Regions from separate parts of the Macaca mulatta genome. Here region 2 is linked to region 1. A link is a contact called in public Hi-C data. All regions are on one chromosome and are shown on one strand. The core of a region is the stretch at or near the end of the contact, and the rest is flanking DNA. Distances in the headings are between cores, read along the strand shown.

Region 1 (6,667 bases), core at 1,832-4,331:
AAGGGCCCCGAGGGCCAAATGCAGCATGCTACTTCCTTTTGTAAGTCAAGTTTTATTGGAACACAGCCACGCCTGTTTATTTACATATTGACTGTGGCTGCCTTTGTGCTACAGTGACAGAGTGGAGTATTCATCTAAAATACGTACTATCTGGCCCTTTACAGGGCATAGTTTGCCACCCCCTGCATCATATGCTGGCCATAGTGGAGAAGACAGCACAACAGAGCAAAGCAGCAGGGAGGCCCCAGGAAAGCCCCCAATCCCTCATAGCCAGGCCCATGTAAGAAAGCATCTGAAAGTTTCCCTTGCTCCTGTCTCCAAAATGGGCATAAAATGGCCAAAAGAGGGCCACAGACCTGAGCAGAGCTTGAGGTTGGGACAAGAAGGATATATTGGAGATGGAGGGCTCTCTAACAAAGAGGTCTTGGCAGCCTCCAAGTATGGCCCCACAGTGCCACTACACATAGGTGCCGATGGCCAAAGACCAGGTCTGCTTCAGGCTAAGGATGCCGTGGACCACACCACCCCATCCCTCTCTCAGTCCCCCAGAACCCCGTTTTCCACCTACACCATCCTATATTTCCAGGATCTTACCAGCAACCCCAAGAAGAAGGGAAGGGAATGAAATTTTGAATTGAGTGACTGAAACTGGCATGACTGAATAAACACCGAAGTGAGTGATTTTTACCAGGAAGACACTATATATTAAGTTTCCTGCCACTAGAAAAATGTAGACTTAAACTAGAAATTAGGTTATAGAAAAATGAAGAGGTTTACATTCTACATAGCCGATAGGAAGAACAGGAAACTGACTTTGTCGCTTCAGGAAATTGGAACTTCATTCACAGCAGTTCTGAGACCACAGAAGTTGAAGTCCTTATGGCTAATGACTCAGTGACTCCATACCTACTCATTTTTCTATGGACTTCTTTCTAGAATAACACTGTTTAAAGCAGTCCAAATCTCCCGGAGATTTTTCCCCTTCTACCTGCAACTCCATAGAAGGAATCCTGTACAAGTCTAAATTTTCACCAGTAGGTGGTGCTAACACAGACACTGCCCTATACTTATCTGAGAATGAATTAGCCAGACACTAATTGAAACTCTGCATTAGCACTTTTCTCTACAGCGCCTTCCCTTTGGTCTAATTGAACTTTGTTATTAAGCAGTCCCTGAGTGGTTTCACCTCAGGGCTAACACTCTGTCTCTGGAGTGGTATAATGGAAAGAATTCCAGCATTAGGAAACATGGGGTATGGATTTTGGCTGTCTTACTAACCAGATGAATTGGCCAAGTCACTTAATCTCTCTCAGTCTTAGGATCTTCATTTTTAAAATAAGTGAGTTGGGTTTGTTGGATGCTTGTTTTCCAGGTTTGAGAAACAATTCTACAACCACTCTTCTCCCATCAAGCTAATACACTTTGAGAAAAACTCAAGATTCCAAGAAATAGGCTCTTGGACACAATTCTGTGGGGGAGGTAAGAAGTCTGTGGCACAGACTTTCTGTCAGGCAATTTGGCAATGTATAGCAGCAGTCCTAAAAATATATGTACCTCTTGACCACGAATTCCATATCTGGGAATTCATCTCAAATAAATAATTACAGGCATGTGCAAATATGGAGCCAAGGGAACACTCTATAATGCAGTGCTTGTTGGCTTTGTTGAGAGCTCAGTGTATCTTTGCTAACCAGATTCTGAACTTCAGATAATCTTTAGAACTGTATTATCATCCTTGTATAAGGCAACAAAGCAAACTATTGCTTAATCACACAATGAAAGGAAGAAGTAGTGGACATATTTTGTGTGCCACACACCAAGCCAGACACTTTTCTTAAGTTATTTCTTTAAATATTCTTACAATAACCCTATGGCACAAAGGGATTATTAATTCTATTTTATACCTAGCAAGTCCAATGCTTAGACCAGTTAACCTTCTTCATCAAAGTCACCCAGTGCTGATTACCGGGAGAAGAACTGCATCTTCTACTTTACAAAGATCGAGTTCTCTGAGGGCTTAGGGAAAACTTTCCCTCTGATGGAAGTAAGAGGAGGGAAATTCAGGATGCGAACTTCGATTCTGCCTGAGAATTGGACCTGGGCTCTTGGGCGTCTTTGGGGAAGAACTGCAATTTCAAAGCTTCTGCCAATTCTTCGTGCTGCTAAAAATGGAAACCCAAATTAGTCTGTGGGGGCCAAGGCTTTCTGGTGGAGAAAAAGTGCTTAAATGAGCTTTTATCTGTGCAAAAGGAATGGAAAGCCTAGACAAGGAAACACTCAAGCTCTGTGTCTACCAAAATAAAAGAGTGAGGATTGTTCCGATGTTAATGCATTTGGGGCTTTCTCTGGTAGACAGAGGGAAGGGGCTGTGGGGGCTTGGCATTCAGGGAAAGAGAAACACAGTCAATGCAAACCCCTATGTGGAGGTGAAGACAGGGTAGGAGCACACCCCACAACGTGCTGGGAGCCTGAAGGTGAAGGAAGACCAGTAGGAATTGGGTGGGATGAGATTTGGCCCAAGGACTCGGGGTGTGGTTGGTCATGGCTGACACTGAGCTTAATTTTTCCCTCTCTGCACTGAAACTCCTTCAAGCTTGCAGTTGAGCCAGAAAGCCTCATGTGAGCGTTGTCTTGGGGTGAAGGGAGGCACTGAATCCATTGGATCAGGGACACACATTCAGGTGGAGAAACAGTAAGTGAATACCAAGACTATGTCTATATTCCTTGGAAGAATCCTGGGCTTCCTGAAGCCTCCTGGTTTGGAAGCTGGAGCTCTTTTATTTGCATATATATATATATATATATATATATATATTTTTTTTTTTTAAAGGATGGTCTTGGAAGGTTGTCATAAACTCAGGAACACAGGAGTTCTGTCTAATTGTTGTATTTCAGGGACTGAGACTTAAGATGGTCTGCAGGACAGCTGAAACCATGGAGAAGGATGCTTCTTAACAGGGTTCACCTGTTCTGAGGACTCTGCGCCCACAAGCACTTGGCTGCCGTCAGCAGGCTAGGTGATTACAGCATTAGATCATGCCTCTAATGGGAAAAAGGCTTCTCCTCTCTGGCTGACTAATCAGCTTGCCATTTTTATTGCATGATCAGTATCAAGAGGCAATGATTTCTGTCAGCTCCCCGGGTGCACACTAGCATGACAGAAAGAACAGCTATATTAGCAAAGAAAACAGGTGGAGGGATTAGCAAACTTGCTTAAAAGGTCAAGACAGCTTGGTCCCTTATGGCACAGCAACAGGAAGGCTGAAGGGGCCCCTTTCTTAGAACAAGAATAGCTGCTAGTACAAAACTCCCATACAAGGAGTCCTCTCTAGTCATCTTGCTGTTTTCCTTTTTCTTATTATTATTTTAAAGTCCAAAGTATTTCATGCTCATTGTCAATCTGTAGCAGTTCCCTAGGGCTGACGTGACAAATTACTACAAACTTGGTTTCTTAAAACAGCAGGAAATTATTCTCTCATGGCCCTGGAGGCAAAAAGTCTGGAATCAAGGTGTGGGCTACGCTTCCACTGGAGGCTCTAGGGGAGAATCCTTCCTTACTTCTTCCAGCCTCTGGTGGCTCCAGGCAATCTTTGGCATTCCTTGGCTTGTGTCTGCATCACTCCAGTCTTTGCCTCCGTCTTCACACGACCCCCTCTTCTCCCTAAGTGTTCCTCCTCTGTGTTTCTCACATAAGGACACTTGCTGTTGGACCTAGGGCCCACCTGGATCTGCCATGGTGACCTCATTTTGAAATCCTTAGCGTAATTACATCTGCAAAGACTCACTTTCAAATAAAGTCTCATCCACGGGTTCGAGGAAGATATGAATTTCGAGAGGTTAATATTCAACCCAGTGCTTGGGGATGTCCTTTTGTGTCAAAGTGCTTTCAAAGCTCTTGAAAACTCATGTTCAAAGTGTCAAGTGCAAAGGGCCGATCTGTGAGGAGCAGTGCCAATGTATCCATAGCTGACTGAAGGTGGACAATGGGCAGTGCTGGGGCCAGGACACCTCCGGATCAGTGCTCCCTCCCCACTCAGCTCACACCAGTCACCAAGTGCTGTGTGTGGTCCCATCACACCATCACAACCTCTTCTCCAAAGTCCAGGCCACCAAATTCCTCACCTGAGCAACAGCAACATCCTCTGGAAGGAATTTCTTCATCTCTTGTCTTGCTGGCCTCCAATACATTCTCTAACCGTCAGCCCATGTGTCCTTTCTAGGTTAAAATTAAAATTATGCAAAGCTTGCTCATTGCCTTTGGACTGTGGTCCAAGCCTCTTGGCAGGGCACTCCAGGTCCTCTGAGACCAGCTCCTTGCTTCCCAAGGCAGTCTCAGCTCCCTGCCACACCTCTGGCAGCCTAAGCCCCAGGCGTTCTTGCCACTGAAGAACTGAGCAAGTCCACAAACACCTCCCTGCCTTTACATCCTCTGCTCCTCCTGTCTGAAAATCTTCTTTTCCTTATTCACCTGGTCTCTTGGGGTGAATAGTGACCCAAAAAAGATATGCCCTAACTTCCAGAACCAGAGAATGTGATCTTATTTGGAGAAAGGGTTTTGCAGATGTAAACAACTTAAAGATCCCAAGATGAGATCATCCTGGATTACCTGAGTGGGCCCCCAATTCCACGACAGTTGTCTTTATAAGAGAAAGGCAGAGGGAGATTTGACACAGAGCAGACAGTCCTGTGAAGACAGAGGCAGAGATTGGAGCCATGCAGTGCAACCTGAAACCAAAACTTGCCCGGAGTCACTGGAAGCTGGAAGAGGCAATGAAGGATTCTCTCCTAGAGCCCCCAGAGGGAGCATGGGCCTGCCAACCCTTTATTTTGGACTTCTGACCTCCAGAACTATAAGAGAATAAATTTTTGTTGTTTTAAGCCACCTAGTATGTGGCAATTTGTTAAGCAACCCTAGGAAACTAAGAGGCATGGATAATCCCAGGATCCCATGGAAGGTTGTGCAGGTTGCTAACTTCTCAAGGGCACTACAGGATGAGGAGAGACTAAATACAGCTCGCGCTGGGCCTGCCAACCTGCGTGCCCTGCAGGAGACGGCTCCTGGCCAGAAGGGGCACCTCTGTCTTGTTTACAGCTGGCCAGCACCAGCTCCCGTTCTTGGGTTTTCTTCAACTCTCTGTTCCTGGGTTGCCCGTCCAGGAAGCCTTTCTTGAGTCACACTTCTCCCCAGGACTAGTCTGGACCCTTCATCTGCTCTAGCAGATATATTTATCCTGCTGTAACACAATTGTCGGTTCGCTTTTCTGTACCCTCCTCCATATCTCAGAAGCAAGGGCTGCTCTTAGTCTCCTCTTTCCGCTGTGCCTAGCACATCATAGGTGCTCAAAAGAGACCGGTTGAACGAATGAGCAGGAGCCAGCCCTGGAGCCTCCGTGACCCTGCGGCAGCGAGAGGCACAGTGAGCGGGAGCACGGATGGGATGCCTGTCCCAAGGGGCTACTGAATCAAGGCAATGTCATGCTCGTCACAATTTGCCTAAACTAGCCATCAAACAGAACGGAAAAATGGCTCTAATAGGGAGCATCACCAGGACATTAACATTTTGCAGATGTGGTATCTGATCTTGTGCCTTTATCTTTTCCCTAACTGAGGCATCGGTGCCTAAGGATATTTCCACTTGGGCCAAACACATGCTCACACATCCAATGGGACCCAACGTTCTGCATTCCACGCAGATACACACATGAGCTCATGCAAGTCCCAGGGTGCTCATCTGGTCCAGATTTGAAGGAAACTATTTAGCTAGATGGAGAAAAACACATCATGTACAACTTAATACCAAACAGATTTTATGACATACTGAAAATGCTTTTGATAATCTACTAGTATATCAGAAGGGCTAATGAACTAAAAAAGAACCAGCTAATATCATATCTTTGAGGTCTGGACAATGTTTATGTGGATTGCAGAGATGACAGAAAATACAAAAAGATGCAGAGAGCTTTAGGGAAATTTATCCAAAGGCTCCCCCACCCCCTACTGAGAAGCAGTCCTGTTTATTGTAGCAAGAAATGTATTTTGCCAATTTGTGAACATAGACAATTATTTTCTGGCTAAAAGTCAGGGTGGACTTTTCCAGAGATGCAGAAGGGCTATTACTTGGCCACTAAGATCCCTGGTGGGCACAGGCAGCCATGGATGCTACTAGGGAAATAATCGGTGCATGACAGTTTCACTTGGGACTATCTCAACCCATTGGTGGTTTCCTTGGCAGTGTGGGGAGCCCCTCCATTAACTGTCACTTGACCACAACAGCATTCCTAAGTGATTCCTAAGACTTCATGAAGTCTCTCTTGATAAATGTTTTAAATTAAAACCCACATCTGTGCTTGTCCTGGCACCATCTGGGGTTATAAGAGGCAGCACAACATACTGAGACAAGAATGACTTTGAAATTGCAGTTCAATTACTTGATGATGTGAGCTTTCACAAAACTGCTTAATTACTCTGGCCTCAGTTTCCTCATTGAAAAATGGAGAACAAAATGATGACAGTCTCGCTCTGTCATCGAGGATGGAGTACATCCTGAAGTATAGTGGTGTGATCTCAGCTCACTGCAACCTCTGTCTCCCGGGCTCAAATGGTTCTCATGCCTCAGCCTCCCGAGTAGCTGGGATTACAGGCATGCACCACCACACCTGGCTAATTT
Region 2 (7,253 bases), core at 1,530-4,029, 240 kb after region 1:
TCCTGAGATGGGGGAGGGATGCAGATGGAGCATGTTTTAGGGCAAAAACGGGAGCTGTAATTACACTTGCGATTACCATGGCTTCCCAAGGTCGCTTGGGGCTCTCAGAAGGTCATGATTCCAAATTAGATCAGTGGTCTGGACTAGGCCATGACTGAAATACCTTCTTGGGATGCCAGCTCCAAGGAATATGTGCACCAAAGGCTTTCTCCTCCTCCTGAGCTACCCTGTTCCAAACCAGACTTGCACTGAAATATTGCACTAAATGCTTTTAAATCTGTTTTCTGCATGAATATATAATCAAAAGAATAGGCAAACACACACACACACACACACACACCTCTAAAACCTTGAAAACAACTTAAAAAGCTGGGTTTCCTCCTACTAGAGAACTCACTGTTCTCCAAATACCAAAATTCAATTCAACTCTACATTTGCGGGGCTGTGACATCAGCAGGAAGACACTGGTTCCTAGATAATGCCGGGCTAAGGCTAGTACAGAAACTACATCAGGGCCAATCTGAAATGTGGCTAATTGAAGAATGTAATCAGGAACTCACTGGATAAATGATCCAAAAGGAAGGGATGCATTTAAAACAGCAGTTACTATAGCACCTGCCGCAGCAATACGTAAAATGGGATATTGCAACAAAAATACGGAAAGGTGAAGGAAAGCAAAAAAGCCATATTAGTGGGAGGAAAAAACAGAACAGAAACTGATTTGTTAGATTACTTCAAAAGGTTAAGAAGAGACTGAGAAGAAATTTTAAGAACCGTGTCCTTAAACGGGAGCAAGAATCTATACAAGGCAACAATGCAAGAGCGCAGAGCTGTTTATTTATTTATTTTTCTAACCAGCTCACAGGGCCAGCGGGTAGATTAGAAAGAAAACAACTAATTGCTAAAGTAGAGTAGCTAAGGAATCAGAACTTGTTTCAAAATAAGCGAAGTGGTGGCCAGACTAGGTGACTCAAGGCATGACTCAAACCCGACTCTGGGGGCTGTCTCTCAGCTCCCGGAGGCGGGGGGCGCGGCGTCTAACACATTTTAGGAAAGTACCAGGCTTGTGGAGGGCGACAGGAAACCTCCCCGGGAGATCGGCCTGGGGCTCCTCCTGCCCTAGAGCCTGACCTCTCACTCTCCGCACTGGGAGCCACTTCCAACCTCCTGGCTTCCCCTTCTTCCCTTCGAGGCTCCCCACCCCTCGTCTTCCACCCAGCGTCACAGGGCGTGTGCGTGTGTGCGAGACGTCGCGTCTCCTTCCCCGCCGCCCTCTGCCCCGTGCTCCCCGCCACGCGCCTTCCCGCCCCGCCTCCGCGGCGAGCCGCTCCCTTCCCACCCCGCCCGCGCCCGCCGCCCGCCGCCCGCCTCCCGGGCACGCGCGGCACGAACGGCGCCCGGACCTGCTCTAAACAAACACCTGTCCTCCCTTGGCTTCGCGAGATTTGGAGCGAAAGCCTAGGCAACAGGGGGCACGTTCTCGCGAGGTTTAGGAAATTTCCCACGGCCGTGTTGTGTCTGAGCCGAGTAGTGGAAGGCGGTGGGAAGGAGGTGTAGCGTGAGACGCGACTGCCCGCATTGGGTGCATGCGCAGTGCCGCTCGCGCGGGCCGCGCCAATCCTGCAGCGCCTTCAGCAGGTTTCGGGCGGCGAATTCCAGTTCTCCGGGTTTTGGGGCTCCCTGCGGGAGGCAGTGCTGGATTGGGAATCTCTAGGAAAGGAAAGGGCAAAGGAGGGGAAAAATGGGGGGCTGCAGGTAGGAGGAGGGGGCGGGGTTCGGGCTCTGCACCTTGCTGTTCAATGCCCGGCGGGGCCAGGTTCGCCCGGGGGCTTCCGGCATCAGGCCGCCTGAAGCGCGATTCGGGCAGCCGGCAGCGTCTTCGGCTGTGCCAGGCCCTCGGGTGGCCCGGTTCCCTGTGCAGTAGTGGCCTCAACACACACCTGGGCTCACACACGGTGGCGGCTGCGATGGGGTCTTAGAGAGGCCATGTGGCACGCGAGCTGCAAGAGCTTTGATCAGGGCCTCTGGCCCGACTCGGAGGTGGGAGAATGTGGCTCTCAATTCCAAGGCAGTTTTCCCTTCTGGAGAGAACTACTCCGCACCCTGGCGTGTGTCTGCGAGGTGGCCATTAGGGGTGTCTTTCCCAGAGGCCTTGACTTGACCTCATTTCACACCTAAGGAGAACGCTAAGCCGAGAGAGCTCAACTGCAAAAGTTTTCCGTTTGCGGAGCTCTGGAAGGGCCTCCTCATTAGCATGGGGGTGTAATGAATGAAGACAGTTCCCGACGTGTCACTTGCCCGAACCCCAGGCACCTCTGACGCTCCTGCACCTAACGCCGAAATTAGCATAAAGGAGGCGCCCAGGGAACGTCTGAATGAATGAAAGGAGCTGGGAACCCAGAGTGAGCGGGAAGCCGCTTGGAAAACACCCATTGAGGAGGTGTTTCATCTAGGCCTGTGAAACGCGGCCCATTTTCCCAGGACCCCTCCTCCCTTCTCCTCGGCCCCGCCTCCTGACCCCTCCATTCCCCGTCCCCGTAGTAATCCCCTCCGGTTTTCCTCAGTCTCCACGTACGTCCCTCAAGGCGCGTCCCAAAACCTGGATAACCGGAGCGCTCCCCATGGACCACACGGAGGGCTCGCCCGCGGAGGAGCCGCCTGCGCATGCTCCATCGCTTGGGTAGGTTTCCAAGGGAGGCAGCGAGCAGGATCCCCTACTCTGCGGGCGGCGCGAGGCGTCTGGCTCTTCGCGGCGGCGGCGAGGGGAAAGGGAGCGCGGGGGCTGGGTGGAATCGAGGAGTGAGGAAAAAGGGAAGGGGCGGGGGAGAGGGACCAGGGAAGGCGTCGGGGGGAATCTCGCGAGGGTTGGAGTTTTGGCGAGAGTTTGTGGAAGATGGCGCCTGTTGTGACAGGGTAAGTCCGAGGGAATCGGAGCGCTGGGAACCGGGAAAGTTGCGGGCGTCTGGCAGCCCGCGGCGAGCGGCGGATTCGGGGGCCGCAGCGCGCTTGGCGTCCGGGGGCCCGCGGGGGCGGCGTCGCGTGCGCCGAGCGCGGCGGCGGCTGCGGCGTGTGACCGTGCGCTGCCTCTGCGCTGCCGTGGCTCGGGCTCCGGCGCGTGAGGGCGGGAGGCGGCGGCGAGGCCGGCGGGTGCGGGCGTGAGTGCGGCCGGGCGCGCGGGGCCCTCGGGCGCCGTGCCTCCCGCGCGCCTCCAGCGGGCCCTGCCTGGGGGCCCCGTGCAGCTTTGTTCCTCGCGGCCGTTGTCGCCGCCTCGCCCCGCTAGTGCCCCCGGCCCCGGGCGCTTTGTCTTTCCCCGCTGCCCCCCGCGACTCTCTACCCCCGGCCCTTTGTTTCGCCGCCTTGGGCGCTTTGTCCGACCCGTGGCGCCCCGCATCCTCTTTCCATCTCCTCCCCTCCGCTGTCCTTCCTCCCGTGCCCCTTTGTTGTGCCCCACTCTTGTCGGTAGCCCAGTGACCTGCCACAGCCCGGGCACCAGATTCCTGTCTTAATTGTTCTTCCATTGTCTTTCTCCTGTGGGTCCTCTCTCACCTTTCTCTGCGGTCCTGGATCCCCCCCCCCCGAGGCGTTGTCTCCCCCATCCATGGGCTTATTCTCTCGGCACCCCCTTCCTCTCCCGTCATCGGTTGATTTATCCACTACCCCCGGTGTACGTCTGCTGAACTGTCTCAGCCCCGGAGACTCCATCTGCTGCTTCTAAGTGCACACAGACTCTACGGTTTGTTGTTGTTTTGTGAGTCTGAAAGATGCATGGGATACTTAGTTTCCTCCTCCGCACCCCTTTTTCTCGGGATTTCTTGCACCCCCCGCCCCCCCATCGCCACCCCTTTCTTTCGGGATTAAAGCGTCTCCAATTTTCATCGCCGTCTCTTTAGTGCGGTGGGTTGTTTTGCTTGGAAACAGTAGCCCTGGAAAAAGGTCTGGTCTCTTGGTGGTTCTTGCGTCCCCCGGCCCCCGGCCCCCGCCCCCCTCCTGGTTCCTGACGGCCTAGGCCAAGGGCAGCTGTCTGTCGAAGCTTTGCATTTAGGTTGCCTGAGGATGATTGGAGGGTATCGTAGGACGGTTAGAAGGAGGCTCAAGATGTATATATGTGTTTTTCTGTTAGTGTTTGAGAATAGTTTCAGATATCCACAATGGATATTCATTTGGCATGTGAGTAGGAGTTGAGTGAATTTCCATGTTGAAAACTTGTGAGTGTTGGGGCGGAGAATTTCAGCATTTTCTAGAAATCTGGATTTAGAATTTATCAGAAACTCCTGCCTCATAAGGAAAAGGAGAGGCATTCCGGTTGGGAATTTTATATAAATGTTTTACTTTTTCTTAATCATTAGATGGTTTACAGTTATGTGCGTTTTTGCTGCTCTGTGGATGCGTGACAACCCTTCTGTCCCATCACTGGGGTTGAAATGAGGACAGCACCGAAGAGTGCAGTTTCTGATTGATGAATACTGCTTCTAGGATCTTTGTGGAAGATATTAATCAAATGCAGTAAAAAGTATACGTAAAGATGTATATTATATATATGTAATAGCCTGTAGTGAGATTATTTTAAAGACACTTCCTAGTGTTAAAGGACCCTTGAAGTGTTCTTACTGTTTTGGTAATGCTAAAAGCTTGGGGTTGTGTGAATGGGGATGGGGGGTGTGGTGTGATGTCTTTTAATGAGTTATTCTCGTGCTAGGAATAAGAGTTATTATATTTACCAGGATTACTATGCTGAATGTATTCTTCAAGAGTGAGTTTGTTTCTACTAGTTGGTCTCTACTTTTAGAAGGTATGTTACACATAAAATCATTTGGAGTGTCATTTCATTTACAAACTGAAGTTCTACAATAGTAAAGTGTTGTTTATAGAGGACATATGAGATCTACTCTAACGAGTATTGGAGCATTGGAAAGTATTTTTTTTTTCTGGCTGTGATTAGAATTAGTAGTTTGAGTTTTAATTAATGGAAAACCATGGTTTCATGATTGATACTTAAGTTTTTTTTTGTGAAAATCTGCAGTCTGGGTCGCATGAGTGGGTTTTACCAATAATCTTATGTCTCCCTTACTTGTTCTTGTACATAATGATTCTTTTGAAGGTAAAATCTTAAGCTCACTGGTTTTCTGACTGGGAGCAAAGTGTAAATACTGTGTAATAATGGAGGGTATTTTGCTCTGACTTGTACCTGTAGAATGATTACACAGACATGATAAAAGCGCTTTTACCATTTGAGTTGCGTTTTTCTTTCTAAATCGTGTAAGACTTTTACTTTGTGGTGAAATAAAACTGCTTTTAATTAAATTATAACAGCAGCATATTTCGAAATCTGGATGAGTTGTGGCTGGAGAACTTTCATTCTGAGTATTAACTATTAAAACTTTAAGTTTTATTATCCATGCATATTGCTGATGGATCTGTGATTATATTTTCAGAAAATGAGACTTGCAGTATTTTCACATCTGTACTGTTCAAAACACTTGTAGGCTTTAGATTTTAAGCAGTTAGATTTGTTAAAAAAATTACCTATTGTCCTATACCAACGGATTTCTGTCAATTTTTTTTTTTAAGTGGGTAAGATCAAAATTGGTTTGGTTGAAAGGCCATTCTTGCCAGATGTAATTCATTAAATAACCTTTGGCACCCTTGATGGGTAAGGCATTAGGAAAAAATTGTTTTGTTTTTTAAGTTCTTACACATCTCATTCTTCTGTTCATTTTTAGAAATAAAATCCAGGACTTGGCTTTAAAACATTATTTTGCATTTTGCTTCCTCCTAATACTAAATTTCATGTTATTTCAACTAGGGGCAGTATTTTCTCATGGATTGACTAAAAGTTGTTATTTTTGGCATCTGGCTTTGTGATTATTTCCAAGTTACTCTACTTCCCCTGGGCCAGTTTCCTAACTGTGTAGTAAAATGGGAATTATAATAACTTGCCACATCTGCACAGGATTGCTATGCCTTAAGGTTCGCAGAGAGCATCCTTGGATGAAAACTGTGGGGAAGGTCTATGAATTGTTACTGAAATAAGCTAATGTGAAGTAGGTCATATTTTATAGGAAGTCAAATAGGTTTTTAAATTATTGGCAAGACACAGTAGCAATAGTGGGATTTTTTAAAATCCCAAATATGTATTATAGTATGGGTAATAAAACAGATACCTTTATTCCTGCTCCCCGTAAACTTATAGGGAGAGAGACAAGTAAAACAAATTACAGGGTGATGTGTCGTGTGTGTGTGTGTGTGTGTGTGTGTGTGTATGTGTGTGGTGTGAAAGATTGAAGTTCTGTCAGACTCAAATGTAATAACATAAAATTATGGGATGCTTTCCTCTTTTGTTTTCTGCATGTAGCAATATCTTATTTATTTATTTTATTTTATTTTTTGAGACAGGGTCTCATTCTGTCATCAGGCTGGAGTTCAGTGGCGCAATCTTAGCTCACTGCAACCTCCACCTCTTGGGCTCAAGCGATCCTCCTGCCTCAGCCTCCTGAGTAGCTGGGATTACAAGCGTGCACCATCACACCTGGCTAATTTTTGTGTTTTTAGTAGATATGGGGTTTTGCCATGTTGGCTAGGCTGATCTCAAACTCCTGACCTCAAGGGATCTGCCCACCTTGGCCTCCGAAAGTGCTGGGATTACAGGGTGAGCCACCATGCCTGGCCTGCATGTAGTAATATTTAACAAATGGTAGTACAACATGCTTTCACTGGACTCTAAGCTAAGTCTGTTAATAGCAGTGATTAATTTTAAATATGCCTTATATTTGCTAGTGCTTTGTTATTTGCTCTTAATAATTTCTAATAACCATGACTATAATTTCAGATTTGACTCTTGGCCCTAGAAAAGTGTTTTGCATTTGAGGAACACTCTGTAGATACTTACTGACTGAATGAAACCTGTTGCTTCTCTGTTCTTGGTAGATGATACCATATGCCATTTGGTTCCCAAAGCCATGATTCCTGATTCCTCTCTCACCAACCTTTACATTTAACTACTGAGAACTGATCATTTTTCCTTCTAAAAAATCTCTTGTATCTGTTTCCCTTATCCTCACTGCCACAGTTCATGCTGTCATTTCTCACCTGGTTTACTGCGACGTACTGACAGCCTCTTTCTGCTTCTCGAGTCACCACCTTTATCCAGCTTCCACATGTAGCAGAGCAGTTTTTCTAAAGAGCAAATCTGATCACTGCTTAATCTAAAAACCTTTCAATGGCTCCCCCTAGCAGCCTTCATTAAGAGAGGCAAC

What was found. Hi-C and Micro-C count contacts between places; a contact is called where the count stands out from the background.
Region 2: a contact with region 1 is called in a Hi-C map of fibroblasts, with 2.1 times the contacts expected there. The contact joins the promoter of RBPJ here to the enhancer-like site in region 1. A contact is called at or near these places in 5 of 14 Hi-C or Micro-C datasets (CD4 T cells, blood, fetal cortex germinal zone and 2 more).

The regions. Positions count from the first base shown.
Region 1 is chr5:25,120,715-25,127,381 of T2T-MMU8v2.0, forward strand. No RefSeq gene overlaps it. Among named protein-coding and RNA genes, the nearest start is that of SMIM20, 170 kb to the left of the region's middle. Within about 2 kb of position 3,082, at least 1 of the 40 cell types and tissues checked has an H3K27ac peak or open chromatin away from gene starts, as enhancers often do.
Region 2 is chr5:25,358,194-25,365,446 of T2T-MMU8v2.0, forward strand. RBPJ (recombination signal binding protein for immunoglobulin kappa J region) reads left to right here and starts at 2,780. Exons shown (of 12, transcript NM_001260693.1): 1 at 2,780-2,913.